2 separate regions of the Arabidopsis thaliana genome follow, and region 1 is linked to region 2. The links are chromatin contacts, called in public capture Hi-C maps. All regions are on one chromosome and are shown on one strand. The core of a region is the stretch at or near the end of the contact, and the rest is flanking DNA. Distances in the headings are between cores, read along the strand shown.

What was found. Capture Hi-C pulls out chosen DNA fragments and counts their contacts.
Region 1: a capture Hi-C map of seedling shows a contact between it and region 2, with 1.9 times the contacts expected there. The contact joins the promoter of AT3G15220 here to the promoter of AT3G15120 in region 2. A contact is called at or near these places in 12 of 26 Hi-C or Micro-C datasets (callus, cotyledon, leaf and 5 more) and 1 of 3 other capture datasets (seedling).

The regions. Positions count from the first base shown.
Region 1 is chr3:5,130,624-5,134,457 of TAIR10.1, forward strand. AT3G15220 (Protein kinase superfamily protein) reads right to left here and starts at 1,707. Exons shown (of 21, transcript NM_112385.4): 1 at 1,528-1,707; 2 at 1,035-1,172; 3 at 824-880; 4 at 537-564; 5 at 333-455; 6 at 70-181. The coding sequence starts at 1,129. AT3G15240 (Serine/threonine-protein kinase WNK (With No Lysine)-like protein) reads left to right here and starts at 2,821. Exons shown (of 7, transcript NM_001084689.2): 1 at 2,821-3,233; 2 at 3,325-3,378. The coding sequence starts at 3,058. It overlaps AT3G03055 (a long non-coding RNA gene), which reads left to right and starts at 1,824. Exons shown (of 1, transcript NR_140965.1): 1 at 1,824-2,346. It also overlaps AT3G03065.
Region 2 is chr3:5,093,287-5,097,410 of TAIR10.1, forward strand. It overlaps AT3G15120 (P-loop containing nucleoside triphosphate hydrolases superfamily protein), which reads right to left and starts at 2,679. Exons shown (of 6, transcript NM_001338149.1): 1 at 487-2,679; 2 at 1-40. The coding sequence starts at 2,196. It overlaps AT3G15130 (Tetratricopeptide repeat (TPR)-like superfamily protein), which reads right to left. Exons shown (of 1, transcript NM_112376.2): 1 at 3,116-4,124. The coding sequence ends at 3,867.

The DNA of each region.
Region 1 (3,834 bases), core at 457-2,956, 36 kb after region 2:
TTTCTGTACCAAGCAGTTAAAACACATTTCAACAAATAAAAAACAATACTTCTATCAATGCACACAAACCTTTAATGTCTCTGTGGATCTTTCCCTCATTATGCAGATATTCAACAGCATGAAGCAAATCGCGTGTGATACAAGCGATTGATGTTTCATCCAACGGATTATTAGATTGAAGCTGCAAAAGATATATCAGTTTAAGGATTATAAGTTGCATCAAAGAGAATATAAGTGCAGGACAAGATCTCCACCATGCGTGCATGATCACACACAAAGTTATACTTCCAAATTCCAAGAGTTCTGAGCTACAAAGTAGTGAGTTAACATACAAGATCAGCAACAGAGCCACCGGCCATATATTCCATGATGATCCACAACTTGGTCTGATGAAGGTAAGAACCATAGTATTCGGTGATATATGGGCAACGACATTGTGACAATACTGAAATTTCCTGGGGTCAACAACAAAAACTGAGCATGACAATCGCCACACAAAAATATAAAGCACAGAAATAAACGTCAATAAGAAATACCTTCTGAATATCTTCGATCTCATCTTCTCTGCCAGATATCAAGTAAAAAGGTTAGTTAGAAAATTACTGAGCCTGATGGTATTCTCAACCAAAAATCCTATTCGTATAGTGGAAAGCCAAGGAAAGGTTACTGTCCCTTAGCCTTTGAGAACCGTGAACAAGTAACATTCATAGAATCATAATTGTAGTTACTCAACTTATAAGACGATAAACGTTATACAACTCAAAATCTTAAGAGGAGAATTGCATATATGATGAGAAAATACTAAAATAAAAAATATACTCACGATTCTTCCAGGTCGATTACTTTAATGGCAACTTCTTTATTGAGGTCCTTATCAAACCTGATAAGCAGCAGCAGTAGTTGTTCAGAATACAGGTAAGATAGACCTCTTATACAAATGTTCAGAATAGCATAATTCTAATCAGATATATTATATACGAGTATAATGGACGAACAGAAAATAAAAAAAAGTCAAGAGTGTGATAAATACTTACGCTTTATAGACATCACCAAAAGAGCCTCTTCCAATCAACTCAATCTGGCTAAATCTGGCTCCAGCTGCCTCTTGTAAACCCGCAACATCGTCCATCTCCACATACAAGGAAAAACCACCTTCTCTCCCGCTCCAACCACTATATTACGAAGATAACAACAGAGTCAGAACAAACTATAATACTTTTTACCACTCCCTCCCCTTTTCATTACATCTAAACTCTCCCCTCATAAATAAGTACCCAGAAGAAAGCACCAAACTTAAACTAAATCCCTTATACTCAAAGCAAACAAAATCAGCAAAAAAGTTAGGTGGATTGGAGCAAGTGACAGCTGACCAATAAAAATTTGCAAGTAGCCGAGAATATTCGTCACTCTAGGACACTGAAGAGAAACATCTTCACTGATGTTTTTCTCCCGTTCGATCAAAATCAGACTTAAACGAAAATAATCATAATCAAATTCTCTAAAGTTCAAGGGATCGATCCAAATTACCTGGTAATTCGACAGAGAAGACGAAATGGGATACTACAGATCTCTCTGTTGCTCTTTCCTTTCGTTTGCTATGTCATTTTGCCAGAAAGCACTCTCTCGAGCACCAAAGAGATCGACAGAAACTGTTTGGGAGATGAAGTCGAATTTATTTTTCATGTTGTTTTTCCTTCCAAGTTTCATTATGGAAACCATTTGTTACGAAGAACAACCCAACCCAACTGTTAAAAGCACTAAAAGCCCAATAAGCTTTGAAGCTCATTTAACGGCCCATATACTAGGAAGTAGAACTAGAAACCAACCATTGTTTCGGCCTTTGCAGCAATTAACATGATCTCATATTCGACTTTCTTTACCCACAAATTGTTTTTCTTTTTCCTAATAAACGGTGGGTCCCGCAAAAGAAAAATTGTAAGTAAAGAACAGAGCCGGTCAATGCGGAGCTAAGACTCGTCAGGGTTTCAGACTGATGCAATCCAGACCAACTCTCTGTTACTCCTGTCCTATTTTTTTAAGTTTACGTCACTCACACTTCTCACTCGCCACCCTTTGGTGTATTCATCAGACGATTTTGTTTCTTCTTCCTGGTTTGTCTCTGTGTTTCTATGCGTAGTTTATACGCGCCACGAGGTCAAAACCAGACGCTGGGTCATGGTTGATGACAAAGCCACTCGAGTCTTACACACGGCACGTGCACACGTGACTCCTAAATCTCTTCTTCCTATATATTCTCTTTGTCGTGCCCCCTTAATTTGCGTGCGTGTCACACCCGTAGTAATATGAATCTTGGTCCTAAACCGAATCCCAAGTTTGACGACAACTAAATAAAAGCCTTTTTCTTCTTAAGAAAAAACACTTTCACATTTCATGGTTTTAATTGTATCACTAGAGTTATATATAATACTAAAACTAAAAGACTGTGTTTTTTAGTGGATAAAAATGTCGACTGACTAATTATGTCATTGTAATTGTATCTTTAATCATAACAACAACAGTTTATCCACTCGAAACCATATGATTATTTCTCTTTCAGAAAAGCAATATGAAGTATAGAAAATCAATGGTTGATAATTGGATTCCATTCAAACAAATATAAAGCGAACTAAAATGATTTTTTCAGGAAGATTTTCAAGTATCTTTGACTTTCTTGGCCTAAGAGATAAAAAACTTTTACATGCAAAAAACTTTAACCTTGTGTTCAATTGGTTCTCTGATAATTAATTATATATTACTTATTGTTAACTATACCAAACCCCAAGAAATTCGTATCCTTGCCACAAGATTGTAAGATTTTATCAAAAAAGTAATAAGAACTAAAATAGCATATTATTGTGTAGACAAACAGTAAATGTTGGTTTGGTAATCATATAATTAGTCTAAATTAGAAAAAAAAATTATAAACATTGAAAATAAAAGAAATTTAGAACATAAAAGAGTCCATGAGAAGCTTGAGCAAGGAAGGCAGCAAAGAAAACCTAGAAGGCCAAAACTAGAGGAGAAACCCATATAACACACACCGACATATTCATATAGATGGTGGGCTCGGAACATCATCACCATCATCAACAACATCATCATCAAAACCATCAGCAGCAGCAACAAAGGAGCAAAGAAGCTTTAGGGATGGTGGCTCTCCACGACGCCCTGAGAACTGTTTGTCTCAACACCGACTGGACTTACTCTGTCTTCTGGTCCATCCGTCCCCGTCCGTACGTATCTCTCTCCTCAGCTCCTCTCTTTTTTTTTTATTGACATGATCTATCTATCTCTCCTCAAAACGATGTCTTTTTTGTTCTTCAGGAGAGTTCGAGGCGGTGGCAACGGCTGCAAAGTTGGCGACGACAATGGAAGCTTGTAAGTTACACTTCTTACAAAAAAAAATTAGGTTACCCGTATAGTCAAGAGACTTAGCGTACTATAGTTAGTCTTTATGAAACATGATTAAAAAGTCAACATTTTCCCTTATGGTTTATCGTATTATAGTCACCGGAAACTTTCCCCGGAAAGAAACTAACTAGACAGACTAGTATTAGTACTCTAGGCTTGAATTAACAAAACAAAACAAAAATCCAAAAAATGTTGCATGGAGATCCTAGACATGATCATGATCACGTAGCTCTATGCATCTATATATATGCGATGAGACTGTATCTACCATTCGTTTAAGTTGTGAATCATGATTTGCTGGAAAAAAACACATCAAGTCATCTCTTTTAGATGATCTTGTCTAATAACCATTGCTTCCTTTAATTAATAAATAAATTAATGAAAATGAAAATGAATGATTTATGATGAGTAGATTTACAAATA
Region 2 (4,124 bases), core at 1,429-3,928:
CCCTTATATTCTTTAAGCATCCTACACCAGCAAAATAAACCTGCAGCACAAGAGTATTGAACATTAACGTTTACAGAAAACAGGGTTCAGTAGAAAAGAAATTAATGAAAAAACAGTAAGGGTATAGTTACAATAGATAAATAAATTTACAGAACGATTGTATGTTTAGATCAAGGAATACAGAAATTTAGAAAATCAAGATAATGGACAAGCCTTTTTGTCTTAAATTTCATAAAGAACAGTAATGACACATACACCATGTCAGAGATATATCAATGTTACGAAACAAACTCACAGAACATCAAAAGATTAAGCGAGAGAAAACACACAGAATTTATAAGAAAAAGAAACACTAATACTGTGACAGAATTGAACACACATTGTCTATCAATGAACCCAATAAACATATAAAATTGAAGGGATAAACACATGTCACTTAAGCAATCAAAAGACGTGTTGTGTCATATAATCAGAACCACACAATACCTCGGGACTCCATACGGCACAGTTCTGATGAACCCAAGTTCCAGAAATTCCATAACGATCGTTTATAGGGCCCAAGAGACGGCCAAGCCATCCAGGATCATCCCCAAAACCATCCAATATGTCATACTTTTGCTCCTCTGAAGATGAAGACCCGCTAGGTGCCTCTACGTCACTGTCACCATTATCTTGCATCAACTTCTTCGGAAGTTTGCCATCAGTACCCACTCCACATAAACCACAGCGTCTGGTTTGTTTGAAGAGAGGTTTACCTAGTCTATCTGATGAAGTGGAAACTGAGTCAACTGCCTTCTTGCACGTTTCATTCTGAATAGGTAACTCGTCAGGCATTTCCACACTTTCACCCCCTCTATCAAGAAACTCATTATGTTCCTTGGTCTTATTATTAGATGGTGTTCTAGAAACACCTTGCTCTCCGATATCATCATTCTGCTTCAAACTCTCATTAATCTCGGTGCTAGCTTCGCCAAGTAGTTCAGGATGTAAAGTATCTCCTTCTCTGTTCTTAACTTTAGCAGCAAAATCACTATCATCTTCTCGTATACCAGTGCCATTTCCACTCCCCGAAACCATTACTTCCATCTTCTTATTCTCACCTTCTAGTATACCAGTGCCATTTCCACTTTCCGAAACAATTACATCCATCTCCTTATTCTCATCTTCTCGTATACCAGTGCCATTTCCACTTTCCGAAACAATCACACTCATCTCCTTCTTCTCATCTTCAACTCCCATCTCAATCTCATTTTCCAATTCTTCCATTTGATTCCGACTTTCATTTTGTACTGCTTCCATTGTAACATTAGTATCAGCTCTCATTTCCTCCACATTAGCTTCAGTCTCACTTCCTGTCTTCTCTGCACTACATTGTGTCTCACTTTCCCCCTCTTCATCACTATCATCAATCTCATTGTCAGTGCTGTCTGTTCCATCCTCGCTCTCAGTCTCCGTTCTATCAACTTCAGCTTCATTCTCACTCTCTAAAAAAACGGATCTTTTGGTAGCCTTCTTCTCCTGGTATTTCTCTCTAGCTGCACTGTCAGCCTGCATTGATTCCTCTGACTCGCTAGCACTCTCATCTTCCGAATTACTGGTATCAGACTCCTTTTGCACATCTTCCGAATTACTGGTATCAGACTCTTTTCCCCCATCTTCCGAACTTTCTGATTCCTTAACATCCACTGGCTTTTTTGCTTTATTCAGCTTCCCACCTTTAAGGGCTCCTTTTTCCTCTTCCCTGTCACTTGCCTCTGCTTTTTCACTCAACTCACAGGCACGGTTTCTGAAAACGAGCTTCCTTTTCCCCTTTACCACACGTCTCTGTCTCCCACTCGCTTGGAAACCAACGTTCTTCTTCCTCCTTGACCTCAACCTGGATTTCCAACCATCCGGGGCATCCGAATCTCCATCCTCATTTCTCTTCCCTTTCTCTATACTACTGGAACTCTTATTAAAACGCTGCCTTTTCTTTGGTGGCGGAGGAGAAGCATCCAGGATGGACGGAATCTTCCTGACCCTAGAGCTCCGCCGAAGTTCAGAGTCAGCACAAGCTAACCCAGACCCACCATCTCTGTCCTGGGACTCTCCATGATTTTTCTTGTATTCCTCCTCACATATTGCAGCAAGCTTCTTACTTTTCTTCCCAGAAGGAGAACCCGAATGATTCTTTGTAACCTCATGCGATGATTTCATGACGAATCAACAGGTATAGAGATACTACGCATACAACTATTCTTCTCGAGACTGATCCAAATGAACATAAATAAAATTAACCGCTCAACGAACCTAACGCCTTCCAAATTAAGCTAATGAAGCAGTCTCGCGACGGATATGCTTAAGAATAAGCATTGGAGCGACTAACCTTCGTTCCATGATCAGCCCAAATTTGCAGAAATTATTTCGAATGAACCCAAACCCTAGATCCTACTTTCCACTAATTAACTTGCGAATTTCAAAATTGGGATGGTAGTGATACAATCGGAAGCTTTTTACTCCGAGAGTTCGTCTCTCCGATGATTACTCCTCCGCAATTTACCTCGGAGTCTTAGGGCTCCACGGTTGCGCAAGTCCAATAAATACTAGAAAATGAGGGAAAAAAAAATCTAATGCCCAATGAAAAATTGAATATTTAAGAATTAATTTTGTTTAATGATTTTTCTTTGAAGCGAGTGTGTGTGTGAGTGAGTGAACCAATAAGATTCGAATTATGTTTGACTTAATAATGAATGTCAACACATGCATATCTTAAGGCTGAAATTGGGCTTAGTCCTGGGCCTGTTTTTTTTTGTTTTGCTATTTCTCATATTTTCCTACAAAAAGTTGCCGCCAACCAATTTCATTTATAAATAATCTCACAAGAGACGGAAGAAAATGGGTGACCTCTAGACCTCTAGTCTAATCAACTTAGAACACAGGCCAGTAGATCTGCAAATCCTTCTCATCACCACATCACATTGTCTTCTTCCCTAGACTAATCTTCTAATACTCAAAATCTCTGTGTATTCTAAGCTTAATTTGAGTATATATATATATATGGTTTTATCTTGTTCTGAACTGAAACTCACGTTTTTTAGATTGGACTTTGCTCCTTCTAGCTGTGCTTATAAAACTTGCATCATCATGAGAAATCTTAAGATAAGTTAAGAACGGGCTTAGAAACTTGAAAAAAGCCGAAATCAACAGCAAATTGAACAATCGCTAGCAGTCAGACAACGCAAGAAACACAATTGACCAAGAAACATGAAATAGACGACATCCTAAGTTATTAGCTATTATAGATAGAACCGTAACGAAGATCATGAGTGACTACTGACAAGCAGTTAGATTAGCAAGAAGCAAATCGAAATCATCTCTTTCTTTCCTTTTGCGTGGTTGGTTGATTTGCAGGAGATAACAGGAAGAGCACACAAGTGGGGGACAATATATTCGCAGAGTATATCCGAAATTCCCAGTTTCCCCCACATAGACATTCAGAGCTTCTCCGAGGCTCACAGATTTAAAGTAGCCGTCATCTCCAATGATAAAAGTTGTGCGGTACCGAGCGGTCTCGGTGTGTAGATGTTCGTCTACATCTAAAACCACAGCAACTTTCTCTTGCTCATCAAAGAAGAAGCTCCCAGAGGATAGAGTTGTGGTCAAATCGAACAGCAACAAAACCAGTGAGTAGTGGTCTCATATCCACTTTCAAAAACTTGCTCCAGGACACAGCATTGGGCTCAATCTTGGTCGAAACCTAAATCTCCAATATATCAATTGAATCCTCACCCTGCTGATATAGCACCACGAGCTGTTCTTCCCTAACACATGGGAGGGTCACAGTCTAGGAAGCACCGGTACGGGGACGAAGTAATCAAGCTTGATGATCACCAGTAATCTCCACAGGAACAACAACCATCTTCAAAACTGTGAAACCGAACAGCATCTCTCACAACGTACGCTATCTTCGTGATTTTAGACAACCCCTTGATGAACTCATGACAATCTACGCATACTCTCAAGTTCTTGAACACTCTTATTGTCTTTCCTTTCTGGTTTAACCCGCCTGTTGCCAATGCCAGACCAATCGCTAGCTTTTCGCTGTGAGCTCTAAGGTTCTCCTCCTTTGACTCATCGTCTATATC